Linked DNA regions of Capra hircus: region 1 is linked to region 2. A link is a contact called in public Hi-C data. All regions are on one chromosome and are shown on one strand. Each heading gives the region's core, a stretch centred on a gene start, on an enhancer-like site or on the middle of the called end of the contact. The rest is flanking DNA. Distances are from core to core; before and after follow the strand shown.

Region 1 (6,915 bases), core at 2,214-4,713, 55 kb before region 2:
CTCTGCTTTTTAATATGCTGTCTAGGTTGATCATAACTTTCCTTCTAAGAAGTGAGCGTCTTTTAATTTCATGGCTGCAGTCACCATCTGCAGTGATTTTGGAGCCCAGAAAAATAAAGTCAGCCACTGTTTCCACTGTTTGCCATCTATTTGCCATGAGGTGATGGGACCAGATGCCATGATCTTCGTTTTCTGAATGTTGAGCTTTAGGCCAACTTTTTCACTCTCCTCTTTCACTTTCATCAAGAGGCTTTTGAGTTCCTCTTCACTTTCTGCCATAAGGGTGGTGTCATCTGCATATCTGAGGTTATTGATATTTCTCCCGGCAATCTTGATTCCAGCTTGTGCTTCCTCCAGCCCAGCGTTTCTCATGATGTACTCTGCATAGAAGTTAAATAAGCAGGGTGACAATATACAGCCTTGACGTACTCCTTTTCCTATTTGGAACCAGTCTGTTGTTCTATGTCCAGTTCTAACTGTTGCTTTGTATACATTCTATGAAATAATATTTTTCTATAAATATTGAAAGTCTTTCAATATATTTAAAGTGTCTGGAAATAGATCTAAGGGCATACAAAAAATTAAATATTAATTAAAGAAAATCTACTGAAATTTGGCAAGAGCAGGGACAGTCTGTCTAGAGCATCTCAATCATGACCTGTTTCCTTCCTCCCGTTCCCAGCCCAACATGAGGAACCTCCACTCCAAGCAGTTGCGGAAAGAACACAGGGCACCCTCTCCACCGAGCTCCGGGTCAAGGTCGCATCGTCCAGACATTCTCCCCAGGGGAACTACTGAGAGGTGAGATCTCCGAGCCGGACCCGAGGTTTGGCCCGCGGGTGCAATGCCGCGGTCCGCCGGCAGACGGTGCTCGAGGAACGCGAAAGACAAAAGCAACCATAAAGCGCCTTTGCTTTCCCGGTTTCCCTCCCTTCTGTCGAGCACAGGAGCCAGTGATGATGGGAGGATGGCCCCGTGTCTGCTCAGCAGCACTGACGGACCAGTTCAGCAGGCGCTCAGGCCCCACTCTGGCCACCAGGCGACTCCTTCTGCAGTAGACCAGCCCTGGGCTCCCACACCTTCTGGCCCGTTGGGGGCTACTTCTGTGCACCAGCCCGGGCCACGCCCTCCAGGCTGTCTAGCCCGGGGCCAGGTAGGTTTTTCCTGCATCCTAGGACCTGGAATCGGCCCTCTGTCCCAAGACTTCACCTGATTTTATGTGTCACCCCAGATCTCAGCACCGATGGCAGGATAGGTGGGGGTGAGGGCGGCCCCTGAGATGGTGACACTGCGGGTCGTGATCAGTCAAATCCATTCCGCCTGCCCGCTCTAATCAAGGGCGTTTTAAGACTTGAACGTCCTCCAGTCACGAAGCCAGAACCATAAAATACCCGCCCGGGTTGCTGTCTAGAAAGCCGGACTCAGCGGCGTCTAGCTGGAGCTGAGCTTAGGACTGGAGGGACCGCTGACCCTCCCACTGGGCGTGGCCGCGTGTCCCTGGAAGCTCCGCCCCAGCCCGCGCTGCGAGCGCAGAGGCGGAGCTTGGGTCCACCGCGCGGGCCGCGGTCCCCGCACCTTGTCCATCGCTTTCCGCAGGCTCCCCGCGCCCCGCGCCACCTGCTGCTTGGTCTTCATCCGTGAGCCCCAGCCCCGTGCCCGCAGGGAGGCAGATTCCAGAGCGGGCTCTGGTCTCCTTGCCTGGTTGCCTTGTGGATGAACCCGCTCTTTGCTGCAAACCTGGCATCTCAGTATTTTGGCCCGTTGTTTGTAGGGGGGACAAAAGGTTCCCTAACAATAGTAAAACCATTACATGTGGCATTCGGAGTCCCCTCACCGCCGAATCTCCCTCACCACCGAATCCCCCACAGATTGCTGACCACCACAGGTTTGTCTTTGACTCCCTGCAATGGTGAATCTTCTAGAAAACTTTGGTCTGGCCCAGGCCTCCATTTCCCAGATCCCTGAAGGGACCCCAAAACAGCCCCTCTTCCGTGTCACTTCACTGCTGACCAGCAAGCCTGGGCGGAGGACGGTGCTGAGATGCCTCAATACGTCCTTTAGGGTCGCCCCTACATCTGCTGAGACCGCTGCACAAGTCCACAACCAGGAGGGCAACGCTGGACACTGACCTGGGAGGGACACGGGGCCAGAGGCCCGGGGAAGCCCGTGTCTGGACAGCCCACAGCTGACCCAGCCCAGGAGGACGCGATGCCTGTGGGCGCGATGCAGGCTAATAGCTCTGCCCCTGAGCCGACACGCCCCAAACGTGCCTCCAGGTAAAGGACCATCATCGTCACTGATAAAATATGGCCCAATGACTCAGAACACCAGGCTGAGATCTTTCCACACTAGAGGGCGCCAGAGACCGCGGGGGTCGCACCCGGGCTCCCGGGGCTGCCGCAGTCTGTCCGCCAGGGGGCGCGAGCGCTGGCCATGCGCTGGCCCTTCCGGTCAGCTGTGATGGGCATAGAAGGGTCTAGTCCCAAGGGGACAGTGGGCTCTCGAGGTTAGGGGTGCTCCTCACCCCAGAGGACTCAGAAAGTTGGGAGTCAAGAAACAAAGGCTTTGGGCATGAACTAATGAGTGACCAGCAAAAAAAAGATACTTTAAAAATAAGGTAGATTAGATTTGAAGATTATGCAGTATTGGGGCCGTACTTAGACTAAAAAATTGTTCACTGGGCATTCTGTGTTTTATCTGCCATCCCGCTCATGAAAGATGAACAAAAGAGAACCGCGAGGACTTTTGTCTTTTTTCTTTGCTCCTTATTGTGTATGCGTTTGTATTTATCAACCACGTTCTTTTCTTCTCAGTATTGCCTTATGTAGGAGCTGTCAGAGGTTAGCAGAATGTTCCGTGGAACTGTGAGTGGATCTGAGGACGAATTAACACAATTGGCTGTGATTATAATGACTCTTGGACGGAGGGTGCTATCTCGGGGTCAAGGATGGGGCACCCAAAAGGACACCGAGGTTTCTGTGCAGCTAGTGTCATGCCAGGCTCTGCCAGCAGATGGTGATGGAGGAACGCGCAAGGCCACCGCGGCCAGAAAGCGCTTTTCCCGCTTTCCTTCCTTTTATTGAGCACAGGGGCCAGTGACGGTGTGAGGATGGACCCGGGTCCGCTCAGCAGCAGCGCTGACCGACTGTCTAGGACACGTGTGGCCCCCATCTCAGCACCCAGGCCCCCCCTTTGGCAGGGTAGGTGGGGGTGAGGGCGGCCCCTGAGATGGTGACACTGAGGGTCGTGATCAGTCAAATCCATTCCGCCTGCCCGCACTAATCAAGGGCCTTGATTAGATTTAATCAAGCCTTTAAAAAGTCTCACATGTCCTCCAATCACGAAGCCAGAACATAAAATACCCGCCCGGAGTGTTCTCTAGGAAGCCAGACTCAGCGGCGTCTAGCTGGAGCTGAGCTTAGGACTGGAGGGACCGCTGACCCTCCCACTGGGCGTGGCCGCGTGTCCCTGGAAGCTCCGCCCCCAGCCCGCGCTGCGAGCGCAGAGGCGGAGCTTGGGTCCACCGCGCGGGCCGCGGTCCCCGCACCTTGTCCATCGCTTTCCGCAGGCTCCCCGCGCCCCGCGCCACCTGCTGCTTGGTCTTCATCCGTGAGCCCCAGCCCCGTGCCCGCAGGGAGGCAGATTCCAGAGCGGGCTCTGGTTGGTCTCCTTGCCTGGTTGCCTTGTGGATGAACCCGCTCTTTGCTGCTAACCTCAGCATCTCAGGGTTTGGGTCTGCTTCTTGAAGGGGGAAACACATCAAAACTGGTCCAGTAACAACAGTAAAACCGTTACACGTAGCACTCACCCCTCCATCCCCCACAGATTACCGACCACCTAAGTTTTTCTTCGAATCCCTTCAATAAAGAATCTTGGAGGAAGCTTCCGTCTAGCCCAGGCCTCCGTTTTCCAGATCCCTGGAGGGGCAGTGGGGGAAAGATTATAATATAAACAGAAGTCCCGGGTCCAGGTAGAACCCAATCACCATTCGCTACGGGGAGGGATCCACGCCTCCACAGCAGATCAGGCTGGTCGTCTGGGGTGGCCTCTATCGAAGGTTTCACGGGAAACTGCCTTCCAGGGACACAGCGCAGTATTTTGCCTCTGGCCCCTCGAGACTCCGGGGCTCACCTCCCCGCTCCCCTCCCGTCCTCCGGGCTCTGCTGGCGCTTCTCCGGGCCAGGCCCCAGCACCTGCAGACAGCCAGCGGCCCAGGGGAGAGCAGGAGGCATGGACCCAGGCCGGCCCACCCTCACGGGGTTGGACCAGAGGGGAGGGGCCAGGCGCGAGGACGCAGGCAGCTGCTCTGGGATGGCCTTGGGGGTAGGGGTAGCAAACGTGGGTGAGTCTCCAGCCTCAGCCCCACCCGAGTCCTGGAGGCTGGGTGAGCGTGTGGCCTGTGGTGTGGAAGACACCCCCCTCAGCACCCCCAGACCACCTTCTGACCTGGTTTCCTGGTTATCAGACACTGACAAGGGGGCCCCCAGAAGAAAGGGGCTGCCCCCCTCCTCTTACCCCCCAAAGGTGGTGCGTGTCCATGGTGCACACATCCAGATACCCGTGATCCCGGGGAGCCTCCGCGTGGCCCCAGGAGCTGCGCGAGAGGCCGTCTGGTTTCCACCTGGGCCGAGGTGACTGAACCCCCTTGCCGCCTCTGAGAAGTCCTGGCAGCTCTAGTGGGGGCTCCTGCCGCCCACTGAACTGTCCCCCAGACCCCGCGGTGGCCGGCTGAGCTGATCCGAGACTACTGCTCGAGAGGTAAACTCCTGCCCTCGCTTCCCTCCCGCCACAGGAGCGGCCAGGCCGGCCCCCTTCTGGAGCCTCTGCAGCTGTGACGGTGGCCGGCCCTCGCCACAGGAGGGCCAGGGGAGAGAGGGGCAGGCGAGGGGACCATCCTGGGACAGACAGGAGGTGGGAGAGGGCCCCCGTCTCCCACACGACTGTGTGGGCTCCCTCACGCAGGGGCCTGATCTGTGATGTCTAGCTCTTTGCTGCATCTCGTGGTATTTGCTGAAACTTTTCTAGAATGTAATAAAGCACCACGTAACACTCCAGGTTATGCTGAATGATCTGTGGGAGTTAGGGTAGAAAATGAAAGCAATGTTTCAAACGCTGTCGGTGTGAGAGTCATCTGTGCCCTCAGGCTGCCGGGCAGGGGTGCACTCTTTAGTCCTCCAAGCCCCACGGGGCTGGGCAGCGCCATCACAGCCTCCGTGTCACAGCCGAGGTCACTGAAGCACCAGCCTGTGACGTCAGGAGTGGACTCAGGACAGAGCCCGGCACTGACCAGACCAGGAGGAGGGGCAGGTGTGCCCGATGGTGGATCTCTCGGCGGCCTAGACGGGACGCTCCACACTCGGACAATAACTCACAGAGATGGGGCGGGGATGAGCATGACCTTTGGGGGTTAACCGCGCCAATGCAATACTAAGCTGGAAATAAATCATGCCTCACTCTAAACAGTCACGTTACGAATAGAACTTCTTATGTAAGAATTACAGAAAGAGTCAGAAAGCAAACTCCAATAATTTGCTGTTTATAAGTTACAGACATATAGCAAAAATATATACACAAATTTTAAAAATAAAATGCCAAGCTAAATAAACTCTCGTGCAGATGCAAATTTAAAAAAAAAAGCAAGGGGTTTCCGTTATGATGTTTGGAAAAGAGAAGTTGAAGCTAGAAGCATTAAGAGGCAAAGAGGGCGTGCAAAGGCACCGGTTTTCAGTTCATCTCTGCTGAACAGACATCTGCTCCAAATACGGTAATTACTTGATCGTGTGCACCCTGTCCATCAAGGCAGCGGCATGACTAACAGAGCGTAAGCAGCACGCACAGAAGAGAAACTAAGGCAAAGCAGAAATACGTGAAGAAACGCACAAAGCCAGACTTCGATTGGACCAGGAAATGAGCGCTCTTAACCACTGTGGGGTCACAAGGCGCTTCAGGGGCTACAGGCTTCCTCCCAGAATAGCCCATCCCTGCACATACCCACTCGGCTTTGCTCGGTCCCCGGGCCCACAGCCCCCGAACCCCGGCACGCTCACAGGCTGCCAGGCGTCCTCAGACCCTGCAGGAAAGACAAGTTAGAGCAAGTGCGGACTGGAGCAAAATAACATAAAGATTGATGCAACGACCTGAACTAACAGAGTAAAAACACATTTCCTGAGGGTACACAAGTGCTGTATGAAAACTGACAATATGTTCAGGCTCAGAGAATTTCTATGGACGCTTAGAAATACTGACACCACCACATACAACAAGAAGTAACAGCAATGTCTTAAGCAGTCATCACTGGGATTAGGATTAGGATTAATTTTAAAATACTAATTTTTAATTAGTATTAAAAATACTAATTAAAATAATAATAATGGGGTCAAAGGGAAATTCCCAAGAGCAAAAAAACAAACATGTAACATTATAGAGCAGAAAAGGCTCTAACTACAAGAAAACATAGATCAAAGCACCCACGTTTACTAGAAATATTAAAAATTATTAATTACCTAAATAATTAATCTTAGAAATGTAAAGCATTAATATTAAGTAACAAAAAAGATAAAGAAAAGAGCAGAATACATGTACTTTGACAAAACAATTCGATTAGTAAACAGAACCAAAACCTGGAGCTTTCCAACAGTCAACAACGTCCGCTAAAAGAAGGAAAAAACATAAGACAATGAAATAAAATCCAACAACGAAACTCAAGGACGATTCAGATACTGCCAAGATGGCCTCTTATAGCATCGCGCTGTCTGAGAGCCTCAGTAAAAGAATTTAAAAACACGTAAGGAAACAGGGAAAGAACGTGAACTGAAGAACGGGGTTCTGCTCACACTTCTGAAAAAAAGTGCTTGCCTGGTCTGACCACAGTTTTGTGCGAGCCTGTCAACCCTTCAGGAAAGGAGTCTAACCCCC
Region 2 (6,357 bases), core at 1,567-4,066:
TTTCACGACAACATTAAGGTCCGACTCCACAGCGAGTCCTTTTATCCTCTGTGAAAGTGACAGCCGGCGGCCGCTGGTGCCAACCCAGGAGTAAACCATTGTGTGGACTGGTCCTCTGATGCCCGTGAGCTGGGGGCCAGGTGAGGCTCCTGCGGGCCTCAGCTGTAAGCGGCAGGGGCGGAGCTTCCCAGAGGCCTTTGCCTCAGCCACTGGACTCTGCAAACGTGACACTTGAGGCTTTAGAATCACAGAAAGGGCCTGGCCCTCTTCTGCACCTGGCCCGTCTTTCAGGGGCCTGGCTGGGAAATGAGGCAGAGGTCCCCTTGGGGGTTGCTAGTTCGGGACAGGAGGACCTAGGGAGGCGTCAACGGAGGGCCCCCACGGCCAAAGCTCAGCAAAACCCAGCATCCCAGTCCCAGCCCTGCCCCTGAGATCTGAGCCCCGTCAGTGGAAGCTAAGTACAGCACAGGCAGGGCGGGGATGAGAACCCTGGCAGGGCTGCCCTCTGTGCTCAGAGCTCTGCTGGCGACCGGGCAGGTTCTGGACCCTCCCTGGGCCTCCGGCTGTGCTGCCTGTGCTGGGCCGGAGAGCAGGTCAGGCTTGATGGCCCTGTCTCTCGGCCAGCAGCACGTGCCCTGCGTGGAGAGGCCGGCCGTGGCAGGAGAGCCAGTGCTGTGGGGAACAGGCTGCAGGTCACTTGTTTATTCAGGGCAGGGGCCCTGGGCCCGGGCCCGGTCTCCAGGACAGGCAGCTGCGTCGCAGGCCAGGGGTGGGGTGGGGGACCCAGCTCTGGGTGAGGTCGTCCTCACCGCTGCAGGGGTCCTGGCTGCTCCTCGGGGAGGGGCAGGTAATTGGGGTCCTCCGCTGGGGCATCCAGTAGCAGTTTCCTGTGAGGAGGGGCCCACGGTGAGCTGCAGCTGGCAGGGTACCCCCCATGGGGTGGAGAGCCATCTGGGGAGGGGGGTGGGGAAGGCTGTCAGCACTCACAGGAAGCTGGGGGTCAGCAGCAGCCTCTTGCCTCCAGGCTGGTTGGGAAAGACGTCCTCCAGGAAGTAGTAGACATGGCCCACCGCGATCCCTGTGGGAGAGCCACCAGTGCTGAGTGAGGCCACCCGTCACAGCCCTGAAGCCCCCAGAGCATGGGTGTCCGATGCCCTGCACGGCCGGCCAGCCCAGCGTGGGGCCAGGCTTGGTCCAGAAGTGGGCAGAACCTGGGAGGAGGTCAGGCCTGAGGACATCAGAGGAACTAGAGCCGTGAAGCAGGCGCCCTGAGCCACCCATCCCCACGAGGTCGGGCCCCACACAAGTGCCAGCGAATGGGTCAGGCTCGAAGAAGGAAAACTGATAGGCTGGCTTGCTGGAGGGGCTGGAGGAATGGGGGTGCCCGGAGTGGAGAAGAGCGGTGGGGGACAGGGAGAGGACCAGGGCTCTGGCCCAGCACACCCAACTTGGGGCGGGCTCCCTAGACAGCAGGCTTACCCAGCAGGTCCACCAGGATGGAGTTGCCCAGCAGCATGGAGAAGCCCATGAGCGCCCAAGGCAGGAATGGCGCCTGGAAGGTGAGGAGGCCAAAGAAGTTGACCCTCACCCCAGGGCTGCGGCGGCTCCACACGTACACCAGCATGGCTGTGAGGGCCTGGCCCAGGAAGAAGAGGCTACCCAGGAGCCCCAGTAGCTGGGCCAGAGTCAAGGTCTTGTGCCCTGCCCAGGGCCCCTCTGACTTCCTAAACCCCTGAAATCAAGCTAGTTGGTTTCACTTCCCACTCTAAGACCAAGTCGTGGCCTCCAGGGGCCACCTGATCCGCCCTGCCTCTCCACCTGACCCCAGCTCCCGGGCCCAGCCCTAGATCCTCCTGGCTACCTGCATTCAGGACTCAGCCCCTGGGCACCTTGCCCTGTGGTACTTTGGGTGTAGCCCTGGAGTTCGACAGGGGCACCTGCAGCTGAGCACGGGATTTACGCTCCAAAGCACCCTCAGCTCGGGGGCGCAACTCTCCCTCTGGGCCGGCGCTCAAGCAGGGCCGCAGGGCCAGCACAGGCCCGGACCCACAGGTCCCCGAGCCCTGGAAGGATACAGTCATCAGGACGCCCCCGAAGAGAAACATGAAGACGAAGTCGGCCGTGCGGCCGCGGAAGGAGCCCTCCTCCAGCATGCGGCAGTAGCGGAACCTGCGGCTTTGGTATAGGAAGCGTGCCCCTTGGAAGGGCTCAGCTTCCCCAGGCCCGCCGCCTCCCGCCCAGTCCTCCGCACCCCGCCCCCCCGCCCGCTCCCGCCTCCACCACGGCGCAGGATACACGAAGAGCATGTTGAAGAAGAAGCTGAATCCCAGGGGCCCGAAGAAGAGGAAGTTGGTGATGAGCCTCCAAACCTGCGTGAGGTGCGGCGGGGTGGGGGGCGGTCAGGCCAGCTCTGGGCGGGAGGGGTTGGGCCAGCAAGTGCAAGGGGCGGGGCGGCCTCACCTGGAACTTCCGGAACACGAGGTGCGGGTTGAAGTAGAGCTGGAAAGGACTGAGGAGTTCCAGCTGCTGCGGAACCAGGAGATCTTAGAAACTGCCCCCCGACCCACCCACCCTGGGGGAGCGGGGCGGGGGGGGGGGGTCCAATCGTAACCTTGGCAACCCCCGGGGGCGGTTACCACGGCGGCGCTCCCCCACCGCGGCTCCCGGCTCACCACGGCGGCGGTGGTGAGGACGCAGGCCGCGGTGTACGTCCGCGTCACCGCCGGCACCTGCAGGAATTCGGTCGCCAGCCCCTGCCACGCCATGGACGCTTCCGAGGCATCGTGGTCGGCCCGCCACGCTCTCTTAACCCGCCTCCAAGCCCCGCCCATCCGCCTTCAGCCAATCCGCACCTGCGGTGGAGCGCGCCCGCGGCTGGAAGGCGGGGCCCTGGGGCAGATAGCCAATAGGAAGAGATAGCGGAGGGACGGGGGCGGGACGGGGCGTGGGCGGGGCGTAACCCGGGGCCAATGAGCAAGCCCCACGATGGAGCACGAGGCGCGTGTTGTGGTGCCCTCGGCGGTGGCGCGGGAGGTGTGGCCAATGAGGAACTGAGCCCTTAGGGGACTTAGGGGCTGCCGGTAGCGGGGACACCTTGGCCCACCCTGCGGGCGAGGCTGAGGCTACCAGCACTTGTTAGAGGGGGCCCCCCGCCCCCGTGAGGCTGAGGGGTGCGGCCTCGCAGCCTCCCGCCCGGCCCACCACCCGCCGTCCAGCCGCTTCCTGGCCTCCACCCACGCAGCGTGGGTGGGGCATGGGCGGGGCGGAGCCTGGAGTTGGACCGCCCTGCTCAGCCACCCTACCTGGGCTGGCTGGGGTCCCAGGCTGTCCTTCCCTCTGAGAACCAGAGCAGGAGGGAGACGCTCGGCGGCTGTGTCCAAATCTCCCTGCAAGCCCAGGCCCCGCTGAAACTGTCGGTTCCTTTGGGAAGCCCCAACGAGGGCCGCCAGGGGAGGGGCAGAGTGGGGACCTGCGGCACTGGTGAGACAGAAGGTGCGGAGACCGGCTGGCGCAAGTGGACAGGCTGGAGAGAGACTCGTTACTTGGGTGGAAAAGAGAAACTCTATGTATTCCTTCTAATAAATACAGTCTCTAGTTTATTGAGCATGGACTGTGTGCCAGGCACTGTTCTGGATGCTTGGAGACACGGTGGCCAACAAAAGATGCTATCACTCCCGGTGTAGCCAAGGAGACCGCGGGGTCAGGGGCTTCTGCTACGATGAGAACTAGTGTTTGCAGGACAGTGATGGTGATTAGAGTCAAGTGGAGGCTGGAGGGTTGGGTAGCGGGCCCCCTGCCAGATGGGATGATCTGGGAAGGCTCTGTGAAGAAGTGATGCTTGATTGTCACTTTAAAAAGATGCCTGTGGCTGCTGTGAGGACAGCAGAAGGCCAGAGGAATCCGGGGGCAGGCGGAGGATGCCAGGGATGCTGGTGGCTCGGGCAGGGCAGAACCTGGAGGACCAGGAGGGACGGGATGTGGGTTTTGCCAGCAGACTAGATGGAGCTGTAAGAGAGAGTCAAGGGTGACTTGAGGGACTGAGCCACAGGGGAGATGGAAGGCAATGGTCTTTCCTGAGCTGGAGAACGCTTACGGGGGAGGGCAGGCGGATGGAGCATCCTGTTCTGGCCTCACTGAGTCTAGGGGATCTATGTGACATCCGCGTGGAAAAATCCACGTGGCAGAGAGGCCAGGCAGGCGGCTCAAGTGTGGGTACCAGTCTTCAGTAGACCAATGGCCTTTGTAGCCTTGGGCCCGCATGAGATGCCCGAGGCGCGAGGGCAGGCCCAGCCAGCTCCACCCTCACGAGTTAGAGAGAGAAGGTGGACAACCAGGGAGGCTGCTGCAGAGACAGGACAGGGCTGTAGGGGCCAGGCGGTGGGAGGCCCTGGGGCACGTAACCTGGGAAGTCTGAGATGCGCAGCCTCGCCAAGGGCCCTGGGTAACAGTGGCCACAAGGGAGAGGAAGTGTCCAGACTTTTACCAAACAGGAGCTCAACCTCAGACTCCAGTGTGGCAGGTGAGGGAAGCCCTGGGCTGGGCCCTGAGTCCCCCCAAGGAGACCAGAGTGGAGATGACCAGCCAAGACGGTTATCTCTGATGGATCACGGGAGGGCTAAGAGGAGTCCCTGGGGAGTGCTCTTGGAGGTCCACTTGGGAAGGGAGGGGGAGGAAGAGGCGCGCGGATGAAGGGGGGTTGTGCATTTGGTTCAGGCATGAGGAGAGTTCAATCTGATACAGCAGGAGTCGGATCAAGGCGATTGGGAGGCTGGGCAGTGGGAGCAGGCTGAGAAACCCCCGCTCAGGCAGCCTCCGTTTCCCAGCCGAGCAGACCTAGGTCAGGCTGGAGGTGAACTTGGGGGAGCAGAGCTCACCCAGCTGGAAGTATGGCTGCAGGCCAGGGATCCAGGGCCTCAGACACCCCAGCAGGCGCCCGCCAGGCTTGAAGGAGCCGGTGAGAGGGGTCAGGCTTCCTGTGTGCATGGGGAAGGGGAGGCATTCTGGCCTGCCGGCTGTCAGCAGCAGGGGCTGGCTGGCCCTCTGCAGGGGTCAGGCGGGGCTAACGGAGGGGCCGTCGTGGGATAGAGGGCCTGTCTCTCCCCTTCGACGGGGCCGATCAGGCAGGAGCCTGGTTTGCGGCTGAGGAAGCACACTCCTGGGAGGCTGGGAGCCCCGGGTAGGGGGCAGGACGTGCCGGGGACAGCGCAGGTTCTACTGCAGACCTTCCGTCCTGCCTGGAGGGTCCTCTCCTGGAGAGCCCGGGGGTCCCCAGGTGGGGCTCCATAGGAGGCAAAGCAGGGCCTGGGGCGGGCCATTGCCACGTGTCCAGGCTTTCCCGCCCAGCAGCAGGCCCAGGACAGGCCGCTCTGGAGGCACTGGATCCGCGGCTCCCACCCTCGGCGCCTCCAGACGGTTCATTACAGAAAGCAGCCCCAGGCTCCACACATCCCCGGGAGCCAGGCTGACCCGGGAAGGTGGCGTGCTGGATGCTGGCGGCTTCTACCTGGTCCGTCTGTCCTGGGCAGCAGGGCCACCGGGGGAGAGGCCTATGTTCCCTTGCTGGCCCGGGGCTCCTGCCTGCTGCAGAGCAAGGAGCCCAGGGTGCCCAGGTCTGGAGACCCCCCTTCCTCCCGTCCTACAGGCGGGACAGCACCCTCTGCCTGCCCACAGTGCCCTCTTTCCTCTCAGGGCTCCCACACCAGGAGAGACCCTCGCGAGCCCCCAGCAACAACCCCGAACCCGGGGACCGTCCCTGCCCACCCTCCCTCCCACAGGGAACCCTCCAGCCCTCCCCCCACCCCTGAGTCAGCGTTCCTCTCCTGGGACGGCCCAGATCTGACTCCTTCGCTCGCTCACTCCCTTCCCTACCATCCTCAGTGTTCCCTTAAAAGAGAGAGAGGGAGGGTGCTGGAAATGCCCCCCACTCCAGGAAGCCTCCCTGAAGGGACCAGAGCTCACCTGCCTTCTCTGAGGGCCCCATGCACTCAATTTTTAAATGTTAGTTTATTCCGAACGCAGCACAGGCCCGAAGCAGAGACACGGTGAGTGCTGGGGGCGCGGAGTCTTCCTGTGGATGACTTCCCCCCACCCCCACTGCTGTGGGTGGGCCTCACCGCAGCTCCAGCCCGCGCCCCCAGGAGCAGCTGGGTCCCGGGCGGCCCTTCCTGTCTGGGTCACGGGATATTTTTAGCACTGATTCCGGAACTCACTGGGTAGCAGCTGCTCGTGGCAGGAGGGTAAAACGGACACAGTCCAGGTGGGCTGCGCCAGGGCTGCCCAGCAGAGGGGGCGACCGCGGCCTGGCCTTCTGAGCCTGGTAGCAGACTCGACCTTCCGGGAGTTTGAGGGTCTATGAGT

The links. Hi-C and Micro-C count contacts between places; a contact is called where the count stands out from the background.
Region 1: a Hi-C map of blood shows a contact between it and region 2, with 2.7 times the contacts expected there. The contact joins the enhancer-like site here to the promoter of DERL3 in region 2. A contact is called at or near these places in 2 of 5 Hi-C or Micro-C datasets (both in blood).

Annotation. Positions count from the first base shown.
Region 1 is chr17:152,714-159,628 of ARS1.2, reverse strand. It overlaps ZNF70 (zinc finger protein 70), which reads right to left. Exons shown (of 2, transcript XM_018060915.1): 2 at 5,515-6,915. Among named protein-coding and RNA genes, the nearest start is that of ZNF70, 14 kb to the right of the region's middle. Within about 2 kb of position 3,463, at least 1 of the 5 cell types and tissues checked has an H3K27ac peak or open chromatin away from gene starts, as enhancers often do.
Region 2 is chr17:97,492-103,848 of ARS1.2, reverse strand. DERL3 (derlin-3) reads right to left here and starts at 2,816. Exons shown (of 7, transcript XM_018060911.1): 1 at 2,673-2,816; 2 at 2,461-2,523; 3 at 2,296-2,369; 4 at 2,076-2,169; 5 at 1,480-1,675; 6 at 988-1,078; 7 at 31-887. The coding sequence starts at 2,765. The coding sequence ends at 806.